Linked DNA regions of Rattus norvegicus: region 1 is linked to region 2. A link is a contact called in public Hi-C data. All regions are on one chromosome and are shown on one strand. Each heading gives the region's core, a stretch centred on a gene start, on an enhancer-like site or on the middle of the called end of the contact. The rest is flanking DNA. Distances are from core to core; before and after follow the strand shown. Region 1 holds the start of Pcdh7 (protocadherin 7). Region 2 overlaps Pcdh7 (protocadherin 7).

Region 1 (5,302 bases), core at 2,099-4,598, 390 kb before region 2:
CGCGGCGACGGCAGCGGCGGCAGAAGCAACTGCAACCTTTTTAATTTCTTACAGCCGGTTACACTTTTTGATCCCATTTCCTCGTGAACCTTGCCTCTCAGGTTGAGAAGATAAAAGCAGCCTCGGGTCTGAGAGACCGGGTGGGGTCTGTGGGTGGGAGCGAATCCGGATATCACATTCCCCTGGTGAGGTCTGCTACTGGGAGGATTAAGTCCCTGGGTTCCATTTAATGAAATTGCTGAGCACTTGTGACACTGGCTCTAAGACTGCGGAAATGGGGCGGGGGTAGTGGGGGAACTGCTGCTCGCCTTCATTCACCCTGCGCACGGGCTGGAGGCTGGAGCGATGGTGTCAGCGCCCAGACAGGGGGCGGAAGAGGATTGGGAGCAATGGCCGCTGCAAGGGCGCTAGGAGGGTATCACCCCCCTTACCCCCCTTTACCCTCTTCCCGCCCATTCCATTCTAGTCCTCAGGAACCGCTCTGGGGAGCAGAGGAGCTGCCACTTCTTGGCTGCTCTGGTGGAAAGGTCGGAGCTGGCGACTAGTGGGGGAGGGAGCAAAGCAAGGTATCCCGGCCCAACAGCAGCCTGGCCGCGCTGCTCTCCATGCAGCACACGTCGGACCCATTTCCCACGCTGGCTTGGCTCCGCGGCACAGTCGGTGGGGATAAGTGGGGAGGGCGGGAGGAGGTTACCTCCCTCTCTCAGAGGAAACCACTCCACTGTGAAGGACGCGCTGCACCCCTGTCCCCCAGTCATCATGGAAAAAAATATATGCAAACTCTAGGGAAGAGTGGACCACTCAGTCACTCCCTCCACCCTTGCCAAGAGCGGCGGGAAAATGCTTGAAGAGGCAGAGGAGGGTTATTCAAGTTTATGGTCTGGCAAGGGAAGAGGTAGTGCATAATGTCTTTCTGCCCACGCGATTGCCTGAAGTTTGCAAAATTCTAGTAAGGCAACGAGTGGAGTGAGTGCAGTGTGCCACACCGCCACGCATCGGAATGCACAGTGCAAAGCCTCGCAGTGGAGGTGATGTCCCCCTTCCCATTCCAGTCTGGATCGGGAGAAAGCAGGCAGTCAGATAAACCTCTATTCTTCCAAATGTAAGGGGGACATCGCGTTACGGCCACTTCGTCGGCCGCTGAGGCGCTGCGGCGCCAGCCCCCTCCTGCAGACTGCGGCGGTGCGCACTGAGCCTGCGCGCCAGGCTTTTCTCGCTGATGCTGCAGATACAGAGCTGAGAGCTCTGGCGGCAGCGGCCGGAGGGTTACGGGGAAGGCCGTTCTATCCGAGGAGAAGGAGGAGCCACTCCTCCCGGAAAGATGCTGCTTTATGGGACAGGAAAATATTCGCCAGCTCCTGGCACATACTACTCATGGCAGCGTCCTCTGTGCTTCCACCCCCGCCCCTCCCGGGAGAGCTTGGAAACCACTGCCGCTCCCCCACCCCCGCCCCCAAACACACTCCTTTTCGCTGAGCTCCTCCAAACAACCGCGCGCTTCCTTTGCTCCTAGACTTTATTGGTATTTGACTTATTTAAATCATTCTGCCTCCTCACTCTGGTTTCACAAAGAGTAAAATTGATTCTCTGAGTATTGGACCCGGGGATGTAAATTTGTCTTTAAAGGGGCCCTTAAATTCCCAGCAACATTCTTCGAGATAGAAAGGATGCTACCCCCAATACAACCTACTACCTTCGTCTTTCTTAATCTTTCAGTAGAGTGTCTTTCCTTCGACTGTGTGAAATAAATAAGAAGTGGGCTTCTATTCTAAAACACCATCAGCCCTGAGATCTGACTGAGATGGTCATGACTGAGAACCGGGGAAGCCTCAAGCCAGGGAATGGCAGGGAGCATCACGAGGCACAAAGTCAAAAGGAGAGAAAAGACGTTAGGCACACTCGGTACACAAAGTTGCCATTAAAGTTTATTTCCCTTATATCCAGATAGGTGACGCTACACTTTGCCAGTTACTAAAAGCTGCAGGCTCTGCTCAGAAAATAATATCCAGGCTTCTAGCATGTGTTTTATTCCCCAGGCGCGTGCACACACGGTCTATCCCCAGTGAGAGCCGGATGACAGGAATTCCAAGCATTTAAACAAAGGCAGGCATTCTCCCCTCCCCAACCCAGACCTCCAAAGTCAGTGCTCCAAAAAAGGAACCTCTCTGGCTCTCACTGGAGTTTGATGATCTCTCTTCACTACTGCAGCCCGTCACCGTTTTGCAGAACACAAGCTTGGCTTTCGGAACTCAGACCTCGTCCTCAGCCTACCAGTAGCAATTCACTAACCCAGATGCTAAATTGCGAAACGAACACACGTTGCGGGTGGGAGTTGAGGCGGAGGGGGCATCGTCTGTAGGTGGACGTGGGAGGAAGGTATACTAACACCCTCACTTCAGCTCTTACCCACGCAGCTGGGTTTAGTCAAGGAGGAAATCTACCAGCCCTAGATGGGGAAAATAATCATCTCCACCCCCACCCCAAACTGCCCAAGGAGACTAGACTTTGGCTTAGCTTCTAGGGGCTGAGATTGGGCAGTCCTCAGTCGCCCCCAGGAACCGAAGTCTGGCTTCCACGAGCGCGGCGGCTGGCTGGTACTTCCTCCCGCCTCCCTTCCCTGGGCCGTCCTCCCTGGTTCTCCGCAACTGTGTAGTTTCGGATTCCGCCGCCGCCGCTGCAGCGTCGGGGACAAGTCTGAGTCCAGAGCCCGCGGGCTTTCCGCAGCAACCGCCACTTTATGCAAACTTGCGGGTTTCCGGCTAGGGGGTAGGGAGAGTAGAAGCTTCCCCGTAGCGATTCAGTGTCTCGGAACACCCACAGCCGGAGAGGCGGCGGGAGCGCGCTCACCAGACTCTGCTAGACGCGAAAGCGGACGAGACAACTGCGGAATTCACCCGCCGCGCCAGGGCACTTCCGAGACAACAGCCGACTGGCACTTTTTCTCCCTTTGGCAAACTAGATTTTTTTTTTTAAGCTACTTGGCAGCTCTGTTTGACTCCACCTCCCCCTCCACCCCCGCCTCAGTGCCTTTGGCTTTTCTTTGGAAATCCGGACAGAATTGGGCATCTTTGTTAATTGCCGTTAGGAGTGCCTGGTCGTGAGCTTTCACCGGGCCAATGTCGCAGATGCACAGAGCCAGGCTTGCTCACCTTTGAACTGCAAAGGGATCAAGTTCAGCTCGAGTTCCCCGCATTGAGACTGGAAGAAGCTGAGAGACTGTGCTGGAGAGAGAGTGAGAGAGGGGGGAAAGGGGAAAGGAGAGGAGGGAGGAGAGCGAAGAGGAGGGAGGAGAGAAAAAAAGGAGGGAGGGAGGGGAGGGATCGAGAGAGAGCGGGGAGAGAGAGGCTGCAATCTCCTCCCTGAATCGCGCACAGCGCTGCAGATCCCACTGCTCCAACCCGCGGGCCGAATGCAGGTGAGGGAAGGCACGGACTCTGCGGCTGAGAATCCAAACTTGGGCACCGCGCGGTGCGCACGGTTCGGCTCTCGCCCCCGCGGGCGAATGGTTGCTGCGGTTTCAGGCGGCGGCTTCGTGACTAATGACCTTGCGCAGAGTTGTTAAGAAAAAAGAGAAACCCGAGCTCTCCGGGGTGAGAAGCGACCGACTCTGGGCGTCTCTGAAGATGGCTCGGGCTGCTCCTTGGCGCGCCGAGAGCACCCGGTCGCGGACCGAGCTGTGACGCCAGGCGTCTTCGCTGCACCTTGCCCGAAGCGACCTGCCGTGGAATTTTTCATTCAAGATATGTTGAGTGCTTCCCGGCTGCTTTAGAGGAGTCAGAGTTGAGACTGGCTTGTTGCTCGCCCCAGAGACTGGAGCAGGAAGCGGCTCACGTTTGTTTGGACCTCCGGAGCCTAAACAGAGCCTGGGTCTAGAGTGAGTAGCTGGAACGTGAATTGGACTTAACTCGAGTAGCAGTAAGGACTAGCAGGGCTGTCAGGCGGGGAAGGCTGCAGGTTTGCTCCAGTCCGCTACCAGACTCCGCCGCCCTCTTGCCGAAGCGGTTCCGGCCCCTTCCCAGGGCTTGGGGACTGGATCTCAGGATCTTCCCGCTGAGGGGATGACTTTGTGGGGGCACCAAGCCCGTGGCGCGCAGTGTCCCGTGAACTGTGAGTACTGCGAGTAAACGGTGGCCGGCGAGCGGGCGATTAGCACCCATTGCATGAATTATGAAACAATAACTTTCGGAAGAAGCAGAAGGAGAAAAAAAAGAAGCATCTATAGCTGACCCCCCTCCCATCAGCGGACTCTACTCGCTACTCTGGCCCCCCTCCCTCCCCTCCCTCTCATTTCTTCCTTTCCCGGAGAGGAGGACCGAGGGGAGGGCAGGCGGCCAGCCCCGGAGGAGGGGGGTGACGAGGGGGGTTGTGGTTAGAAGGAGCAGTAGCAGCAGCAGCAAGAGAAGATGCTGAGGATGCGGACCACGGGATGGGCGCGCGGCTGGTGCTTGGGCTGTTGTCTCCTTCTGCCGCTCTGCTTCAGCCTGGCTGCCGCCAAGCAGCTGCTCCGGTACCGGCTGGCTGAGGAGGGCCCCGCCGACGTGCGGATCGGCAATGTGGCCTCGGACCTGGGCATCGTGACCGGTTCTGGTGAGGTGACTTTCAGCCTTGAGTCTGGCTCTGAGTATCTGAAGATTGACAACCTCACCGGCGAGCTGAGCACCAGCGAGCGGCGCATCGACCGAGAGAAGCTGCCCCAATGTCAGATGATCTTCGACGAGAACGAATGTTTCCTGGACTTCGAGGTGTCGGTGATAGGGCCCTCGCAGAGCTGGGTGGACCTGTTTGAGGGTCGGGTCATCGTGCTGGACATCAACGATAACACGCCCACCTTCCCGTCGCCGGTGCTCACGCTCACGGTGGAGGAGAACCGACCTGTAGGCACGCTCTACCTGCTGCCCACGGCCACCGATCGTGACTTTGGTCGCAACGGCATCGAGCGCTACGAGCTGCTCCAGGAGCCCGGGGGTGGTGGCGGCGGCGGCGAGGGAAGGCGCTTGGGGCCGGCGGACAGCGCCCCCTACCCAGGGGGCGGCGGGAACAGCGGGAGCGGCGGCGGCTCTGGGGGATCCAAGCGGCGGCTGGACGCGCCTGAGGGTGGCGGTGGGACTGGTCCAAGTGGTCGAAGCAGTGTGTTCGAGCTGCAGGTGGCGGACACTCCAGACGGCGAGAAACAACCGCAGCTGATAGTGAAGGGGGCGCTGGACCGGGAGCAGAGAGATTCCTATGAACTGACCCTCCGAGTGCGCGATGGGGGCGACCCACCTCGGTCCTCTCAGGCCATCTTGCGGGTGCTCATCACCGA
Region 2 (5,457 bases), core at 2,556-5,055:
TTTCCTTACCAAATTAGCTCAGCTTTGGTCTTAGACCTAGTGGTACATTAATCACAGTCCCCAATACTGATAATCTATGAGATTATCACGAGTTGATTTTTATTTCTCTGCAACTGGGCAGATTGCACCACAGTATACCATAGACTCACTGAAGCCATTCTGAGAAAAAAAAAAAGAAAAATTAGGCTTTGACATGAGCTCATGCCCAAGAAAATATGTAGTTCTTCTGAATACTATTACAACTGGAGAATGTAGTGAGCATCGTAACATTGCATGTATGAAGATAAGCACGGATACCTATGCTTGTCTCAAGTATTTTAAATATATTGTCATTGAATTCTTGCATCAAAGGTAAGGGTCTGAATTATTTTTAGCCCAGCATAAATCTAAGAAAATGTAGTTTAAAAAATGTTAAAATTCTCCGGGTGCACATACTGAATTGGTAGACCTCTGATTCAGAGACACTCTAATCACACAGTGCCACCCTAGCATCCACAACACACTTTCTCTCCATGCACACAAACACTTAAGAAACCAATCATTTAATATTGATCATTTAGTGTTTCACTGTCAACAAAACAGATGCCAAATATTTACATTTGCCCAAGATTAAGTTCAATTAGCAGGTAGCTACTGCCATTGAAGTTCCTTAGGTCTGGAGAGAGATATGTAAGAAAGACGAATAAGGATGGACTTATTAAATAAGGCCATCCTGTCGGTTTAGAAAGAACAATTAATCAAACAGCTGTTTTTTTTCACCAACTGTAGATTGAGTTCATGATTTTCTGACTACCTTTTGGATTTAGTCGTGCTTTTGAAAAAGATATCTGCAAAAGGTTATTTGTATTATTATAGAATTAAGGAAGAAGACATTTCATAAGAAGTACAAAGGAAGTTTCGTGTATTAAATTGATGCAAAGCTAGTTTGCTATCTCATATATTATACAAGGGACTTTGTGGAAAAACTGTCATTATTTTCCCCAAACAACTTATAGCTTCAAATATCAAAAATCTTACAAGACAGATCAGGAAAAGATAACTTCATATTATCTGAAGGCCTTGCTTATGTCAACACAGGAAGTTTTATTATTTTTTGGTTTCTTGTTTGCTTGTTTTGTTTCGTTATGTTTGGACATGTGACATTCTCATACTGAAGATGCTAGCATATAGTCTGAGGAGAGTGGGAGATAGTCTCTGGGTGATAGAGGGCACGTAGGGAAATACAGGCGGTTCCCAACGCTCAGCTGCATCATGATGTGAACTATGAAGAACCCTGTGCACAGCCATTTTTCAAAGGACAGTGTTATATGCTTCGCTTGTGTGTTCTCAGTGTTGGTATGGAGAATGTTTCTTGGTCAGTATCTGAAGGCAAACTGAATTCAAATATAGTCTAGGTCACTCACTAGCAGTGCAACTTGGGAAAATTAATATTTTTATCTAAATATAACATGAGGATCGGGCATTAAGCTTGCCAGCAGTGATAGAAAAATTTCCTTTGTTAAATAATTTGAGAAGTTTTGGTCTCCATGTTCTACATTAAGCAAAAACGGGTTGGTTACCAATGTATGGTAGAGGTATTATGTAGACACCATTATTCTAAAACTCTTTCATACATTAAAGGCAAATCCAGAGCTGTGTCTGACATGACTGTTTTGTTGAAGCTCATGTTCACGGCTGGAATATTTGATTTATACAAGTGATTTTTATGTCCACTAAATTGATTATAAGGACAGGAAAATACAATATTTACCAACCGATATAGAACCAAAGGCATTTTAATCTATATTTAAGGTCTTTCATGGGAAAAACCACTTTGAAATGAGAATCTGCCTTTATCAATACTGTATGTATTCAGTAGACTTAGCATGCTGTGAGATCACAGGATGATCCAGACTCCAAAACCCGTGAAGCAGAGCCTCTCTTGTTTATAGTATTTAAAATAAATTGTTTCAGTTCTCTGTGGGATTGTTTCCTGTTGAGAAGAACCTCATAATTAAAAGCAGCAACTGGAATAGAATTATAATGCAGGTATTTTGACAATGCGGGCACCTGGTATATTATCTTGAAATAAACTGACCTATGGCTATTACCGATAGTGTTCATTCTAGGAGAGATTTGCATAACTACGGAGAATTAGTCCCTCTGCCCATCTTTTTTGAAAAGAGCATAGAGTATTTAGTAGAGAGGAGATAATTATGCTATTTGGGATAATAGTCAGATTTACTGTCTAGAATGTTATTCTGAACACTACATGAATTTCAGAATAATTGCTCAAATCCTGTTTTGATAAAAGCTGATTCATTTTTTTAGGTCTTTCTTTAGTCTCTCCTTGTATTCCTATTGTCATTTCTCTAAGCAAGAAGCTCTATATTATATCAACTCTTCTATTTAATATTAATATTGACCTTTGTGTCTAGACATTGCTTATTGGAAAAAATTTTGAGTCATCATAAATCATACTTTATTTTTCCAAATGGTGTCTGTATTTTTGTTTACCCCATTACTTACCCATCATTATCTGCAGTGCTTGTAAGCCAGGTGAGCTCTGGAGTGTCCACAGACATTCCTTCTTCAGAGTGAAAAATCACGCAAGAGGACAGTGAAAGTATTCTCAAATTGGCATTGATAGTAAGAGACCATTAAAATAATTGCATTATTAAAGCTAAATATACTTGCTGTATTTTAATTCTGGTGACATTCATGTAAAATATGTTAAATATATTAAATTCCAATACAATATTTCCTCAATCATGTCCTAGTTAATTCTGTTTTTTTATATAAATATACTATCATTGTGACAACAAAATGAAGAAGTAAAAACTAAGCATTTTGCATGGGACATCTTATAAGTTACCCATTTGTAGTATAAACAAATACAAAGTTTTGCTTTTAGCTTCATGAGATTTGTAAGATTTTAGAAAGTTGTAGGCAACTCTTTGTAACCATCAATAAAATTCTTTTTTTTTCTTTTTTACGGAACTGGGGACTGAACCCAGGGCCTTGCGCTTGCTAGGCAAGCGCTCTACCACTGAGCTAAATCCCCAACCCCCATCAATAAAATTCTTAATCTCTCACTATGGAATTTAAAATTTTAAGTTAAGTACTTGTCTTACTTAAGCTTATAATCCAAATTATATTACAAGTTCTTAACAGCCTAACTAATAATTTTTCTAGAAAATAAAAATCATCTAACTCAATTAACTATCAATGATTGCTGCCATTCAGCTGGTAGATAACTATCTCTTTGTGTGATCTTGACTGAGTAATAAATTTTTATACTATCATTGGTGTATACAGCACCCATAATCCATCATGACATAAGTGTTTTGATAATGAAGAAATTTAGCATGCTCTTTGAAATAATTAAGAATTGTTATTCCATAATACACAAATCTACCTATATTTAAAATATTATTCTAGTATTACAAAACATAGGCATGAAATACCATTAAAATGTAAAATAAATTGTATCTATTTTAGCTGGGTTTATCTCAAAATATGCTACCTCAAACACATCTTCCCTGGAAACTGTGGAGGTGGCAGGAGAGATGAACATGCACAATTATTAAAATATGTGAATTTTCTATTACTTAATAAAAAACAAATAAAATTGCATGAGCGCTGTCTTCTACAGACTTCTCTTCATAGGAATTGTTACATGGCTTCCTCATTCAGCCAGTCCACAAAGCTATCTCTGAAGGCAGGAAAATGTTCTTTTTTGCAATGGATGCTTCATTCTCTTCCTCTCCGTAACCAGTCAAAGTCTTTTGTCAATTTATATTCATCATTGTTGCTGCAAGAACAGAGTGGGTTTTCATTACTTCATTGGCATGGGAAACATTGATTCGGGTTTGCTGTCAGTTCTGACCCATTTCCTCCATTCTCCATTTTTATTCACTGAAAATTCAACCAAAACAGAAAACAAAACACACAGTTTGAAACAGTACAAAGTGAGCAGTGTATCACAGATTAAGTTTTTATGTGTCATTTGAATTTAATCGAATCCCATGTATTAAACCAAGAACACAAAGAAGCTCATGAAAACCGTATTTGGTGGATTTTTTTTATTCATCATGCTTTTAAAAAAGTGTATTAACATCACCAACACTACATCATTGTTATGGGTAATTCTGTTTTCTTCCAAGATATTCTGCTGGTAACAAAAAAGTAGTTTTCTTCTAGAACTGATAGAATAAGTTCACAATTTGATTGGATGATGGCTATAACTACTAAGCATGACTGGTTCAATATATTTTGTATTTAGCCTTAATTTTTTGTGGCTAATAAGGTCATTTACTAAGCTCTCCTTAAACTCAAACTCAAGTATATACACAAAAATATCCTCACAAAAACTGCATTCATTTAGTAACATGGGATGCTTAGGATTCTGTTTTTGTCTGTTTGTTTCTGTCTTTTGCTTTTCAAAAGTTTTACTGTAAGTAATAATAACAATATAATGTAATAAATTCACTTTTATGAATAAAATACCTAGGAAAATCAGAAAAAATATGACATGCTTTCCTTCGTAATAATTATGAATGTGAATATACAATAGAATTGAATTTTCTCAAGAATCTTAATTTTTCCATTAACTTAATTATTTATACACTTTACATCTGGATCGTTGACCCCTCCTATCTCTCCCTCACTGAGTCTCTTTTCCCCTTCTCCTTTGAGAAGGTGGAGGTCCCCCTGCGTGTCTGCTCACTCTGGCACAAGTCTCTGCAGAGCTAGGGGCATACTCTCTCCTTGATGTCAGGCAAGGCAGCCCAGTCAGGGGAACTGTTTCCACAGACAGGCAACAGCTTTAGGTATAGCCCCACTCCAGTTGTTGGGGGACCCACATGAAGACTGAGCTGCACATCTGCTACATTTGTGTAGGGGTCCTGGTCCAGCTTGTGAGTACTCTTTGGTTGATGATTCAGTGTCTTAGCAACTCCAAGGGTCAAGGTTAGCTGTCTTTGTTGGTCTTCCTGTGGAGTTCCTATCCTCTTCAGACCCTCAGTCTTTACGCTAATTCGTTCATGATTCCTTGAGCTCCAATGTTTGGCTGTGGATATCTGCATCTGTTTCATTCTGCTGGTTAGAGCCTCTCAAAGGACTGTTATGCTAGCCTCATGCTTGAAAGCATAACAGTATCATTAATAATGTTAGGGATTGGAGCTTACCCAGGGGATGGGTCTCAGGTTAGGCCTGTTATTGTTGGCCATTCCTTCAGTCTCTGCTTTATCTTTGTCTCTCCCTTTCTTGTAGACAGGATATATTTTGTGGGAGCATTGATGTCCTTATCCCTTCACTGGGCCTTATTCCTGCCTGGCCACAGGAGGTGGCCTCTTTAGGTTCCATGTCACCACTGCTATGAATCTCAGGTACAGTAACTCCCATTGACTCCTGGGAGCCTCCCCCATCCCTTGTCTCTGGAATGTTCTAGAGATGTATCTCAACCCCCACTTCTGC

Evidence for each region. Hi-C and Micro-C count contacts between places; a contact is called where the count stands out from the background.
Region 1: a contact with region 2 is called in a Hi-C map of Schwann cells, with 6 times the contacts expected there. The contact joins the promoter of Pcdh7 here to the enhancer-like site in region 2. A contact is called at or near these places in 1 of 12 Hi-C or Micro-C datasets (Schwann cells) and 1 of 1 datasets of contacts at active chromatin or transcription factors (oligodendrocytes).

Annotation. Positions count from the first base shown.
Region 1 is chr14:57,111,568-57,116,869 of GRCr8, reverse strand. It overlaps Pcdh7 (protocadherin 7), which reads left to right and starts at 3,348. Exons shown (of 3, transcript NM_001401429.1): 1 at 3,348-5,302. The coding sequence starts at 4,404.
Region 2 is chr14:56,718,004-56,723,460 of GRCr8, reverse strand. The region is part of intron 2 of Pcdh7 (protocadherin 7); the gene reads left to right. Among named protein-coding and RNA genes, the nearest start is that of Pcdh7, 390 kb to the left of the region's middle. Within about 2 kb of position 3,805, at least 1 of the 93 cell types and tissues checked has an H3K27ac peak or open chromatin away from gene starts, as enhancers often do. A contact at or near this core is called in Schwann cells, where this site is marked.